Linked DNA regions of Anser cygnoides: region 2 is linked to region 1. A link is a contact called in public Hi-C data. All regions are on one chromosome and are shown on one strand. The core of a region is the stretch at or near the end of the contact, and the rest is flanking DNA. Distances in the headings are between cores, read along the strand shown. Region 1 holds the start of ACAP2 (ArfGAP with coiled-coil, ankyrin repeat and PH domains 2). Region 2 holds the start of FAM43A (family with sequence similarity 43 member A).

What was found. A called contact is a pair of places that touch in the nucleus more often than the background predicts.
Region 2: a Hi-C map of granulosa cells shows a contact between it and region 1, with 2.4 times the contacts expected there. The contact joins the promoter of FAM43A here to the promoter of ACAP2 in region 1. A contact is called at or near these places in 2 of 7 Hi-C or Micro-C datasets (granulosa cells and liver).

Annotation. Positions count from the first base shown.
Region 1 is chr9:14,000,568-14,007,622 of Taihu_goose_T2T_genome, forward strand. ACAP2 (ArfGAP with coiled-coil, ankyrin repeat and PH domains 2) reads left to right here and starts at 1,732. Exons shown (of 25, transcript XM_048076633.2): 1 at 1,732-1,911. The coding sequence starts at 1,859. It overlaps PPP1R2 (protein phosphatase 1 regulatory inhibitor subunit 2), which reads left to right. Exons shown (of 8, transcript XR_007168335.2): 8 at 1-1,140.
Region 2 is chr9:14,143,628-14,150,552 of Taihu_goose_T2T_genome, forward strand. It overlaps FAM43A (family with sequence similarity 43 member A), which reads right to left and starts at 4,533. Exons shown (of 1, transcript XM_013186104.3): 1 at 2,366-4,533. The coding sequence starts at 4,317. The coding sequence ends at 3,226.

The sequences.
Region 1 (7,055 bases), core at 482-2,981:
TTGTAGCCTACAATGCTTGCAAAGCATTTAATTTAACAAACAAACCCCCCTTTGTTAACTTTCAGTCAAGTTCTTTCCTGTAACGATTTCCAAAATCCTAGATGAACTGGGTATGTATCCTTGAGGAAGGTAGAGTGCACATAAATACATGAAGGTAGTTTCAAATGAATCTCAGAATGTATAGGTTCCCTTCATCTTTCAGATCTTAAGCAGTCTGGGTGATCGCTCTTCTGCTGTGCAACCAAGTCCCCAGGTTTCAGTTAGATGCAGTTTGGATAGGAACTTCTTTGGTTTTAGTGATGTCTTTTAATAAAGGTTTGTTGTCCTCCTCACTTTCTTCAGTGCTAGCAAAAATTCTCTTCGTACTTTGTATGACTCACCTGGACTGCAACCCAATGTACCTGACGCTGCTTCTAGATGAGAGGCTGGTTCACCTGATTTCTATCCAGGCTTAACCCTTCATGTATTTTAAAGGCTAAAATAGATAAGTTTACTTTGCAGTTACTGCAGATCTTCTTAATAGCTATTTTGGTTTGTTTTTAGAGGAATGTCTGATTTCCTTCTATTTTGGAAATATTAATTATAGCTCCCTGCTGAGTAGGGACAAAGGAGAGGACATGCCTTTCTTCTTTCATTTGCATGCAGGTTTTAATCTTGTGGTGATACAGTAACAGCTCATTTGTAGCGTAAAGAGCGGTGTAAAGAGGAAACAAAACACACGCAGCCCTCACCAACGTGGAAATGGAAATCCACAGCATCGGCATTGCAGTGTTTCTCACACAGATTTATTTAAGCCCTCAAGTACCATCCTGTTTAGGGAAAATATTTCCAGAATGCTTCCAGGAGGAAGATCACTTGCAAATAACAGCCTTAACCCTGTCCTTAAGGTTTTTTTGTCCTTGAAGGTTTTTTGGTGGTTTGCTTTTGTTTTGTTTTGCTTTACACTGTGTTGGGCACTTAGTGTGCCCAAATATTTTTTCTGCAGCTGTCTGTGGTGTTGAACTCGTGTATCTCACAGGAATTCTTTGTTTCTGTAACATGCTTTTTTGTGGTCTGTATTACGAAACCACCTCACAACTGTAACTATTCTGTTTGAAAACAGTGTTAAGTGTCACCAAATAAATAAAAGTCCTTGGTTTCCGTACTGCCTACGTAACTTGGGGTCCGCCTCTGCCCGCTCCGCAGGCGGAGGAAGGAAGCTGGGGGCTGGCGCGGCGCCGAGGGCCTCGTGAGGGGCGCGCTGAGGGGCGGGGCCCGCCTCAGGGGACAAGCCCGGGCCCCCTGGGCCGACCGCCATAGGAGCCTCCCGCCGCCGCCGCGACCGACAGGCGGCCTGGCCTATCGCAGCGCGGGGGCGGGCCCCTTCCTTGCCTAAGAGCGCTGCTATTGGTCTTTCGGGTCGCCGTGGCAACGGAGCTGGCCAACGGGTGAGCGGCTTACGGCGGTCTCCCCGTTGGCTTGCCCGGCTGTTACTCTTTTAAGGCCCAATGCGGAAGCGATCCCCGAGACGCCCGGCGGTTGGCTGCCTCCTGCGAGAGGCACAGTTATTGGCCAGCCTGCCTGTTACACCCTCCCCTCGCGCTTTGCGATTGGTCAAACCGCCCCCCTTTCCCCTTGGCTCGGCCGTCACCCCCCCCCCCTTACTCCGCTACGGCGAAGCCCCGCCTACAGTTACATTTCATTGGCCGAGCCCCCCTTTTCCTGCCTCCCATTGGCCAGCGGGGCCGTCAGTCGCGGCGGGGCGCGGGAGGAGGGCAGAGGGGCGCTCGGTGCGGCGTCCCCTCAGCAGCCGCTGGGCCCCGCCCGGCCTCGCCCCGTGCCCGGCGTCGGCGGCGGGGCCGCGCGTGCGGGCGGCAGCATGAGGGTGGCCGTGGACTTCGAGGAGTGCCTCAAGGACTCGCCGCGCTTCAGGTGCCGGGGCTGGGGGCGCGGGGCTGGGGGCGGCCCGCCCGGGGGTGCCGCGGCCCCGTGAGGGGACGGGCTGGGGCTGGGGCCCGGCACTGCCCGCCTCAGGGCAGCGGGGGGGGGGGGGAGCGCTGCTGCCGGGGGAAGGCCCAGGGGAAGGCGCCGGGCACCTCCTGAGGGAACGGCAGCGGGTTCTGGGGCTGCCCCAGCCGCCTGGTGGCGGCGGGGTCCCGCACTGCCTTAATTAACCTCAGAGCTGTGCGATTAAACGCAGTTCTGTTTGGCTATTGATATGCTGAGTATAGGAGGCGTCTCGGAAGGCAAGGAGCTGGGACACGTTTCAAGCCGTGTGCACGGTGCTGCTCTTTCCAAGTTGCTCTGAATCTCCACCGTATCGCCTTCTTCCCCCCTCGATCCTCTTCCCTCAAGGAGAGAGGCTGCAGAAGGCACCGTGTCAGGGTCTGCTAACGCGTTGTGGTCTCCCTGCAGCCTCTGATGCTGCCCCCGCTGAGGAACTGCAGAAAGCCTCCTGGCGAAGTCTCTTGAAGCCACCAAAGCGTTCTTCCAGGCTTCAAGTGCTAGGAAGTGGTTAAAGTCGTGAAGCAAAGATCCTGCACAACTTCTGGTTTTAAAAAGCCAAAAAGCAAAATAACACCCGCTTGATAGCTTTCATTATGCATTAGTATTTACTTCTGTAACTCCGTCCATTTGGATGTGTTCATGCGATTTCCCTAATCCGAACACTCGGAAGCCTTCTCGATGGGGCTGGCTGCAGTGGTTTTACCGAGGGTCGATACACACAGTGATGCAGAGCGAGGCTTTTATAGGTCTGAGCGTTACTGGAGGGAGCAGCGCCCTTGTGCTGTATCCCTCGGCTCACAGCAAGGCAGAGCCGCGGCTGCCTCCTGACCTTGCTGAACAGGTGGGTGTAGTCCCGGTCCTTCCCATCAGTGTACCTGTTGGAGCGGTTAAATAAACCTGTCAGGAGGCACACACTGCGTGGAAGTGTCATCGTTTACTTACGTTGTACTTATAGCCACAGAGAAGACAGGGAGGAAGTAGATGAATCAGAGTTTCTGAGTCACCAAATCCCTTTTTTCACAGGGAACAACTTAAATCTTTCAAAACACTGCTACGTCCATCTTCAGAGTCGTGGATTTCCTGCTTGTCTGCCTCTCAGAAGGTCACGTCAATCACTTTTTGGCGTTGATGTGAAATTGGGAATCACAGAACTGTAGGGGTTGGAAGGGGCCTCAGGAGATCGTCGGGTCCAGCCCCCGTAATGCATGCTGAATCCAAGAAGGGGTTGTTAGTTGACGTGCAAAGCGTATGAAGGTAGCATGGGTTGTTGCTGGTGCAATGATGGATAATGGCCACAGAGATCCCCTCAAACGCGCGGTGTGTTATTTCGTAGTAAGTCATCTTTTTTCCCAGCAAATAAAGAAATCGTTGGATTAGAAAACCCGAAGCAAGGGTGGCCTTCTTGCGTCTCTGTGTTTGTGAACTTGGGTCAGATCAGATCAGCTCACGTGTGGAAACCTGAGGTTTAGGAGCTTATTTCTGAAAGGGCAATAGAAACGGCTGTGAATTTGAGCACAGTTTTGTAAACTTGCAATCATGTTTTGCTGCGTGTGTTTTTTTCCCTAATTGCACTCTTCCTTTGAAGCTTTGAAAATAATCTCTCAGCAGTCATGTGCTTCGTGACTCCCGTTCTTGAAGCATGGACAAACCGACGAGCTAGCGAGGAAGTGTGTTCGCAGTTCTCCTGCGGTGTGTTGCTGTCATCCCTCGAATGAAGAAGTTGCATAGGGAGGGGCCTTGGAGCAGTCCCTGGGTAGCAAAAATGGAGTTGTGCTGACAAGTTCTTTTGGTATAATCAGGAATTCCTGGACTGTCTTTTTATATCCAGATAGTGTTGTGAAATAATACTTTCTCCTTATCTTTAAACAATGAGAATTTCAGTTTCAGAGGTTATTGGAACAGGCTTTCTTTTTTTTTTCTTCTTGTAACTAAAGAATCATTTCTTAATAGATGAAGTATGCACTGCAGCAGCCCCTTTGATCACTTTAAACCTAAATCATTAGAAAGGACAGGTACGTTTAAGTGATGTGGAAACATACCTGCTGTGACAGTGATCTTGATAAATAATAGAGCAGAATTGTGTTGCTTGTGATGTGAGTAATTAATTGTAAGAACTCTCTAGGGAAAAAACAACAACAACAACGAAGCTTTAGCCTGTTGCAATCTTTAAATTCATCAGTAGAAAGTTGATATTCTTGAGATCGCTTATTTGTCCTTATCTGCCACTGTGGCTGGATTTTTTTTTTTTGCATTCAGAGAGAGTGCACTTCCTGAGAGCCCAGCTGCAGGACAGATGATGGGCGAGAGTTAGAGGAAAGCATGGAAATGCAGCTGCAAATCACTGTTCTTAGTCAAAGCATATAAGGGGTAGTTTGAGTAGAATTGTTGGCTGTGGCATGTCTTCCTCGAAGGGACCTGTGTGAGGAGTCCTCGGTGTAGGTGTAACCGCAGCACTGCGTGCCGTGGGGGGCCTGCAGCACGAGGGCGGCTGCCTTGTCGCTGGCATTCCCTGATACACGAGTGCTTTTGCCTTTGTTTTGTCTGGCTTGAATGTTAGAGCAAGTTGTGGCTGTTGTAATGCTTGTTTGCTGGTTTTTCGTTTTGGTGAAAAACTTTTACGGACAGTCTGTTAAATTGGGATTTTTTCAAAACCCAACTCAAGCTTTTAGGAACAATTCCCGACTTCGGGCGGTTCAGCCCTGGTGCAGGGTGCAGTCTGCGAGGCGGTCAGTTTGGTGAAGGATTTTCTGTTTTGCACTCACTATTATATTTAAGTATGCATCTACAAAAGCAATAAGCAGTCCTTCACGTCAGCTGTAGCGAATATGTGAGCATTTAAATATCCTGCAGAAACAGGAAGGGGAAATGGGATGCAGACCTCGTGGCAGGAGTGTCAGCGTGCTCTGCAACCTCGGGGCTGCCCGGGCCAGGGGGTCCTGCTGGGATGGGCCTCGCTGCGAGCGGAGCGGGGGGTGGAGAAGTGCTGGAGGGAGCTGTCTGCTCCCGCTGCTAAAATAAATAAAGACCGGCTTTTACCTTCTGTCAGCGCTTGTTGCAATTTATTTGCTTTTAGGAAGGATTGAATCCCTTTGCGTGCACATAGAACAGGAAGAATAGGCCACGTAGATTAGAACATCTCTTTCCTTCTCTAGCATGAAGGACGTGATTAACTTGAATTTGTTTTTAGTATATCTTATGTCAGTAAACGTGCCACGTTGTAATGGGAATAAACTCTTTTAAAATCCCTTCTAAGGTTTATCTTTCTGTAAATCTGTTCCTTGAACTGTTGTTTTTAGGTAGTTGCATTGATCTGATGGAAGTAATCTAATATCTAGTTCTTTGTAGTTGTGTTGATCTGATGGAATAAATAATAGAAGTTCTTTTTGGTATGGATTCATAGTGATCAAAGTGCAATAGCTTGAAAGAACTCATCTCTAAATTCGGTAGCATTCAATTGTGTGTTAACCACTGAACACCTCCACTGAGAGCCTAGTTTGCTGTGTGTCCTGTGTCAGAAGGCCTAGTGAGAATGGCTGTCTGAGCGGGTCACTGGTGCCACTTTGGGTTTTCTACGTTGCTGATTTTCTCTGTAGTTCAGTGCTGTGAAACCCAAGTTGAGTCGATAGGCATCTGTCCTGCAGGTAACGGGCGGAGTTCTGTCACACGGGGATGCGGGTAAGGCAGGGAAGTGGCTGCTTTACCCTGTCTGGAATAGCTCTTGTTGAGCTGCCAGAGCCCAGCACGTGTACCTAACCTGTCTGCTTATTACTTTCGGAGGAGAACGCAGAAACGGGAACATGGGCAATGCTCTCGGACCCCACAAACGGTGCCACCGTGCTCCAGCCCCTGGTCTGCTGTGCCACAAGCGCCCAGCTGAGATGCTCTTGGTCCATGTCTTCATGGCGAGGCTGCTCAGTTCAGTCACGGCCAAGGCGTTAGGAGGTATGTGGCCAAGGAGGTTGTCTTGTTCTTGCTCAGACTCATGTAGCTCGTCCAGGAGGGACTTTTGAAAAATACTTAGGTCTGGGCTTTCTGCCCTTGGAGTTCAGGACTGGAAAGCGAGTTTGTAACTTACCTGGCAAGGCAGCGTGGAAAATAGCACAGAAGAAGCGAGTAAGATACAGTATAAGTGAACATAGAAGGCTGTGCAACTTTGTAAGTTTGCTGTTACCTGTTTTACACTTCTGCTGTTGTGTTAAGCTTATCGTTCGCAGTGTATGGCTGCAGAACAGCCCATTTCCGAGCTGAAGGCTGGTGACGTGCAGGACGCTAGTGAGTTACACATGTGCATCTTGGTCCATGCCACTAGGAGTTGGTTGGAGGCATTCAAGTAGTGCTTCCACGTTTCTGATTCTTCGCTTTTCTGGAGATGACAGCAGATGTGCTGTTCTACTCAGCCTGTAGTCAACAGTGTATTTATTTCTCAAGTCTGACTGCATCTTTCGAACTTATATAAAGTAAATAATTTATCTAGAGCAAGACGTATTGCAGGATAGGATCTGGTGTTAGAGCATTTCTTCTAGGGTAGTCATATTGGAGTAGTGAGTTTTCATCAAACGTACTTTTCAAATACATTTCATCCAAATCTCCCAGTAAATTTGCAGAGGTTTTAAAAGATTTCTTAAGAAGTTGTTGCAATCCTTCCTAGCAGAGATCAGGGAAAAATGTGTCGAAATCAGACTGTCTTGATTAGGTTAGTACACTTAAAGTGTGTTGTTTTTTTTTCTTTTTTTTAAAAAGTGGTTGTTTTGTATTACAAATGTTAGTTTTCTAATAGTAATTCCAATTCTGTTTTTTTTTTTTTCTTGCATTGTAATTAATGTTAAGATTTTCCCATGTGTTTTTATTTAACTACAGCCCAAATTGCCGATAAGAACTTCAAAAGTTCACTTCCTTAGATTTGGTCTGAAGTTTTTATCTGGGACTGTTTTTTTGAAAGGGGAAAAAAAAAAAAGCCAAGAAGGGAGCTCGCAGGAGAAGTGGTAGCAATGCGCGAGGTGCAGCGCTGGTGCTGGGCTGGCGGCGCAGCAGGGTCAATTGCCGAAGAACTGACATTAATTAGGCCTATG
Region 2 (6,925 bases), core at 3,283-5,782, 150 kb after region 1:
GCGTGCCCGTCCAGCAGGACCATGGCCTTTCCTGCTGTTGTACCTGCCGCGGGTGCTGGCTGGCCAGCTCATCGCGCTGTCTGCGAGGCCAGGGCTGTGCGGAGCTCGGTGCTAAACCCCCCTGGGCTGCCCGACAGGCAGGGCACGGCTCGCCTTCCCCTGGCTGCTGTGCCCGTGGGCAGGGGGGTGATTTATGCCAGCAAGGCTGGACTGGCAGTTTGGCAAACCTCTATTCCGACACTGGACTTCTCCCCGCATGGCCCAAACGTACCGGCAGAGCATTTAGGCTGCTTTTTCTCTCCTTTGCGGGGATGTCCTTGGGAAATGGGTGCTGGGCCGGGGTGGCTGGCTCCTGGGGAGCAGAGCTGCCGAGGCTGCCATGCTTTCTTGCAGCCCACACGCTGCAGCTGCGTCAGGGGCTGATTCACCCTCGCCAGCTGCGGAGCTGAGCTAGCGCTGACGGAGGGAGCCTGATCCGCAGGGGAATGCAAGGCTCCGCCGGGAGCGGGGAGCGGCCTCGGCAGGGGCTGCGTGTCCCGCGGAGCCCTTCCCAAAGCCCTGTGCCGGGAGCACGGGCGTTCTCCCAGGGCTGCCTCCTGCCAGCAAGCTCTGCAGCCCGGCAAGATGCTGCTTGTCTCAAAGGGAAACCATCGGCAGCTTCACCTGGACCTAGTACAGAGAGGGTCTCTCTCCTCACCCGAGGGAGATGCTCCTTCAGACTTGCTGCGCAGAAAATATAATGACCTTTTTCTTTTTCTCACATGCACTTGTTGGGGTTTGCAGGCCTGTGCTTGCTGCTAGGGCAGGGCAGGGCAGTTGAGCACACACGGACAGCCTCGCACGCTAGCTCTGCGTGAGTTTTTTCAATGGTTCCAGTGCGAAAATATCACAAAGGGATTTGGACTCTACATTTGCAGCTAATGAGCTGTGCTGGCCTCTTCCTCCCAAGGAAACTGCACGGTAGCCCGGCTAATGGCTCCGAGGGGAAATGCTTCAGGCCCTGCTTGCAGCTCCCGCTGCTCGGGGAATTCTGCTTGCGGCGATGGCATGCGATAAAATCGCTTCCTTACTTTTGCAGACATGATGGCTCTCCTGGAGAAGGGAAAGGCATTGACTGAGCTAATGCCATTAACCGCCTCTAAGCACACACGGAGGATGTAAAAGCAAACACCGCCGGGTCACTCAGCGGCTGGCGCGAGCTCGGAACAGCCCGTGACACTCCGGGCTTGCCCGGCTCTGCTCGCGCCGCTGCGCTTGAGTGACCTGCTCCCTGCGCTCCGCGACACACGGGCTGTGACAGCGGGGTCAGGCACCACTTCCAGCACCCTGAAGGTCCCCCCTGAAGGGCGAGCAGCTCAGAATGGGGGAAAACAGTGCAGGACTTTCCCTGCTGCGTTTCACCCCCACCACCTCCAAAAGGTGCTCAGCCCTCTCCCCGGGATCCCCGTCTGCGCGGGCAGCCCCGCCGTGCCTCCCTCCTTACGCTGACTCACGGCGAGGCGATTGTACAAGCTCCTCGCTGGTGCGGCGGCAGATTTTGCAATGTTTTAATGAGGTATTTACAGCTTCGGCGGCTGGCTCCTTGCACAAGGAGTCCGGGCTGGCCCCGGCAGCTGACGGACTCAGGAATGGCTGGGCCATGGGGTGACATTCCTGCACCTTGCCTGATTGCAGCACGGGGGAAAACATGGAGACATCAGAAATGCCAGATTAATTATCTCTTAATTGATACCTCCACTTGGGGACAAATGAAACCGGAACATCCCTACTGCCCTGGGAGCCTGCCACTTGCAAACAGATTTAGAGCTAAAAATACCACGGCAGTCCTGTGGCTAATCAACTTCACTGCTCACCCCAGCTGAGGTTATGAAATTGGCTCGGGCTGGCAGCGCAAGCAGCGAGGGTCCAGCGGTGGCTGTGTGCTGCAGCACCCAGCTGCAAACCTCACGGCAGCCCCAGAGTGCATGGCTGGGCCAGGGGCTGCTTACCCACGCACCATCACCCCACGCACCATCACCCCACGCACCATCACCCCACGCACCAGTCCCGTCCCACTCCCACCTACTGGAGCACCCAGCATCATCCCGGCCCTGCTGCAGCGGCGAGCCCAGCAGGGCACAGCCCAGGTGCTGCGGTTGAAGGCAGCCCCGGTGATTATAATAATTAGCAGTGATAGAAGAGCTACGATCCAGCAGCAGACACGAGGCCTCGCGCACGTTCCCGTCCCTGTTGGCAGGGGCAATCCCATCCCCGTGTCTCAGAAAAGACCTTAAGCACCCCGTACAACGTGTCTCGAGGGAGCTAACCCCCCCGACTCCTTCCAGGAACGCACACAAACGAGGACAAATCGCCACAGCGACCCCGGTTCTTTTAAATTATCGTCATCTTTATTTTCTTCACGTATGTGCAAACAGAGGAGATCGCGATGGTGGTGTTCTTAAAAATAACCCAATGTATTTGCATACATTTCCCTATGTACAGGTGAACAGCCACAAGTAGAGTTTTCTTTTGCACAGCAAAAGATCTAGAGCATTGAGACCGGGACGGGACCGGGGCCCAAAAAAAAAAGGGTCTAAATTAAAAATAATAATAAAAAAAATTCACAACAGTGCAAACCTCTCGGACACGACAGCACGATGGAGTGACTTTAATGTAGAAAACGGCGCCCCCCGCCCCCCCCCCCCCCTCGGATGTGAGATTTCTGACTGTAAACAAGGCGCAACACCTCCCTCCCTCCCTCCCTCCCTCCCCGGGGAAAGCTATTCCAGGAATTTGGCAGATCTTCAAGGGCTGAGCCGGAGGTAAACAGCCCGCAGCCACCTCCCGTCCTCGGGCCGCGGCAGCCCCCGGCCCCCGGTCCCGGGACGCGGCGGCGCCGCAGGGATCCGCTGCGCTCCCGGAGGGGCCCCGGGGAGACGCGGGGGGACCCGGTGCGCTCCCGGAGGGGCCCCGGGGGGGATCCGCAGCGGCCATGCACACCCGAGGGGGGGCCGCGCGGTGCCGCCGGAGGGGTCCCGGTGCTCCCCGGTGCAGCCACGGGCTCCGGCAGGGGGACGCCGTGCGCTGGCCGCGGAGGGGACCCGGTGCTCCCGGGGGGGCTCGGGGGCACCCCGGCGTCCCGGGGGCGGCCCGGCGGAGCCCCGCGCTCCCGGCAGGGGCCGTGCGCTGCCGGGGGGGCCGCCGGTGCCCCGGGCCGAGCCGTGCGCCCCCGGCGCCGCCGTGCGCTCAGCCGCTCTCCGGGTCGCCGGGGGGCGACTGCTCGGCGCCGTTGCAGGCCGGGGCGGCGCCGTCGGGGCCGTTGCTCTCCAGGGAGGACTCGCTGCCCGTGCTCTCCCCGGAGAGCAGCCGCCGGACGCGGAGGTCGGCGCGCAGCGAGCGCAGGTCGTTGCCCAGGCTGAGCTCGCCCAGGTCGCGCAGGAGCTGGCCCAGCTCCGGGGCCTCGCCGCGGCCGGCGCCGGAGCGCAGCAGCTCGCCCTCGGGCTCGCCCAGCGCCTCCAGGATGTCCTCGCAGTCCTCGCAGTGCATGGCCCGCTCCTCCTGCTCCTCGCCCAGCAGGTCCTCGGTGATGGAGCCCAGCTTGGGCGCGCTGCGGCTCCGCTCCACCGGCGGCTTGTAGCAGCACTGCCCGTTGAGCAGCTTGCGCAGCGGCACCAGCGGGATGCTCTGCTCGCCCACCAGCTGCTGCTGCTGGTGCCGCGCGTCGTCCCGCTTCTTCAGGCGGCGGAACTCGGCCAGCGCCGTGGCCGAGGTCTGGTAGAGCAGCAGGGCCATGGCCTTCGCCTTCTCGGGCTTGGAGACCAGCACGGCGTGGCAGCGCAGCATCACCGCCTTGTGCTTCAGCTCGTGGCGGTAGATCCAGGCGAAGACGCGCGGCAGGCGCGGGTCGGCCACGCAGTAGGTGACGCGGTGCAGCAGGTAGAGGTGGCCGGGCCGCCGCAGCCCCTTGTCCTCGGCGTGGGCCATGCGGATGCCCTGCGCGCTGATGGTCAGCTTCATCTTGGTGCCCTGCCGGCCGGCCTCGCTCTTGCTCCAGATCTTGCAGACGGCCAGGTCGGTGCAGCCCTCGCCCTTGGACTGGATGGTGGTGGCGTTGCCCAGGTAGAGCACGGTGTACGTGGGATCCTCGCTGGTCACGCGGAATTTCCGCCGCTTGGAGCGGAACATGCTGCCCACGCGGTGCAGGGCGCTCTCGGGGCACGCTCGAGCCAGCGAGGTGAGCGCCGAGTAGTGCACGCTCACCGCGTAGCCCTTGGCCTTGCCCTGCCGCCTCGCCTCGCCGGCGCCCAGCTCCACCTTGCTCCGCTTCCAGGGCAGCATCGCCCCGCCGAGCCTCGGCTACGCGCCGCGCCGCCGGCTCGGGCCGAGGGGGCTCATGCCACGGCGGGGGCGGCCGGGCTGCCCGCCCGCCTCACATCCTCGCGGGACCGCGGCCGGAGATATAGGGCGGGCGCCGGCGCTCCGCGGGCGCGGAGAGGGGAGGCCCCGCGCACCGAGGGCGGAGCGCCCGCTGCCCGCGGCCCGCGGAGCCGCCGCCGCCGCCGCTCCGCTCCGCTCCGCTCTGCGCCGCCGCCGCTGCTCTGCGGCCCCGGCCCCGGCCCCGGCACCGCCACCGAGGGGCGGGCAGGGGGCGGTGTCAGCCCCGCAGCGCCGCCCCGCAGCGCCCCGGCCCCGCCGCCGGGCAGCGCGGAGCCGCAGGGCAGCGGGGGGCTGCGGCGAGGGGAGCCCCCCCCCCCCCCCGGTGCAGCAGGGAGACCAGAAGCTTCCTGCAGCTTTCTGCTACGGGCGCTCGGGCACGTTCCCCTAACGGAGAGCTTCAGAAAGGCGGCCCCCGGCTGCTCGCCGCAGCTCCCCGCAGCGCTGTCCTGCCCTCTGGGCAGCGAGTCCCGAGCCGCTTTCTCGGGGTGTCCAGAAGTGCTCGACGGAACGGCAGCGAATACTTATTAATGCGGTAAAACAGGCAAAAGTGCGCTTAAATCGCCTGGCAAACCGTTTGCAGAGTTTGGATGGATTAGAACAAATTGTCGTTATTATTATTGCGTTGTGCCACCTAGCAGACTGCCCGGGAACTGCAGGTAACCGCAGCGGCCGGGGCCCGACTGCTCGGAGCCCGGCTGCCCCCGGCTGCTGCACCCCGAAACCAGCCCCGCACCGGGGGCAGCGCTGCAGACGCGGTCCCCAGGGGCCCAGCCCGGGCTGGCGGCGGGGACCCATGACCGCATCTGTTTCCAGAGGCGCTGCTGGGTGTGTGTCTGCAACACACGGCGTTTCCTGTCTCTGGCGGGTCTAGCGCAGCACTTTTGCAGCGCTAGAAAGCCTGTGGCTGGCTCTGGAAAGTGCAGGCTTCATTTTTCGTCCTGGGCATAAAGCCCTGCACCCTCTGAAATGCTGTAATGGGCTCAGCACACATACGTGGGGTGGCACTTCCATCCCGTGCTGCCTTCTTGGGGTGCAGGTTTCGGTGTCGCCCCTCACGGAGCCCGACGGGTGCCGCAGCCGGGGAGCAGCACCCAGCGCAGCTGCCTATGGGCCAGCCGAAAGTGCAGCTGCAGGGAAGGCGCCTTGTGGTTTAAACCCTGCCCAAGGATGGAAATTGTCTCAGCTCGGCTCCTAACTGTACTTTCTCACCGTTTGGTGTGCCAGATCATTGCAGCCTTCCATGCTTCGTTAGTGGGCCTGATTAGCATCAGGACCGTCTCTGTCTGCTTCGGTTCGGGGCTGACCCCTCCTAGCCCCAAGCTGGGGGCTGTGTTGCGGTGTTTCCAGCCCAAGGCTGGGTGGTGCTGCTGCTGGGTGTCTGCATGAAGTCTGGCAGCACAGAGAGGCTCAGTTATGTCTGAGACACCAGCCCTAAGCGTGGGGATGCTCCCGTGGATGTCTGCGTTTCATTGCCAGGAGGGGAACCTGAGGCACAGCACGGCAGCGGCCAGCCCTGCAGGGCCGGGACAAGCACAAGGCTCCCTGCGAGGACGGCAGGACCCGAGCTCTGCAGGGCATGCACGCCGGGGGCTTATCTACACAGCCCTGTAGCCTGGGGGGGAGCAAAGCAGCCAGCTCTCCATTTACGTTACACACCAGCAGCTACCGAGCATCACCTGCCTCTGTGCGCCCGCCCGGCGAGCTTTTCCACGGCGTGGGAAAGTCTGGCAGATACAATCTCTCCCGAGCAGCCCGGCCTTCCCTGCTCGCAGCCTGCGCTGCAGCGCTGTGCCTGGCCCTTGGCAGCGCTCCCCCTTCCTGCCCTGCTCCACCCTCCTCCTCCTCGCTCTGCGGGATGAGGCCCAGGGCTGCACCCCACTGCCGGCTGTGGGCTCGGGGTGTGCTGCCCACCACCCCTGCTGGGGAACGTGCTGCCTGCCCCGCTGGTGCTTCCCGGATGGGTGACACCCTGTGGGGAGCAGCCCCAGCACCGGGGTGGGTTTTGTACCCTGCAGCCGGAGCTGGCAGAGGTCTGCATGGCTGGGGAGGGCAGCGGGAAGAGGATGCCGCTTCTGCCCGAGCAGCCTGCCGATGGGGGAAAGTGGATGTGATGAGGCCGAAATAATTCATGGGGTTGTATCAATTTTGTCAGCATGTGAACACACCCTAGATAGCAGCAGATCTCATCTTGCTGCAGCAGCCGAAGTGACACAGTCAAAGTGAAACGTTTCAAACCGGCATTTCAGTATTTTCCAAAACAAAGCATTTTAGAGGCTCTGTAATTGTGATAAGTGTCGGAGCTTCAACCCTTTGTTCCCAAGTGGGACAGAGGAAACGTTGAAATGTCAGGATTTCCCATGAAAATGAAAGCCTGAGCAGAGCCCAGGCTCCACAGGGCAGGACGGGCGCTGTGTCCCCTGCCCCAGCGCTGCTCCTCCAGCTCTTGCCTGCTGCGCGGTGCTGGGGCAGCCCGAGATGGGCTGGGCAGCGGGTGGTGTGAGGCACACCC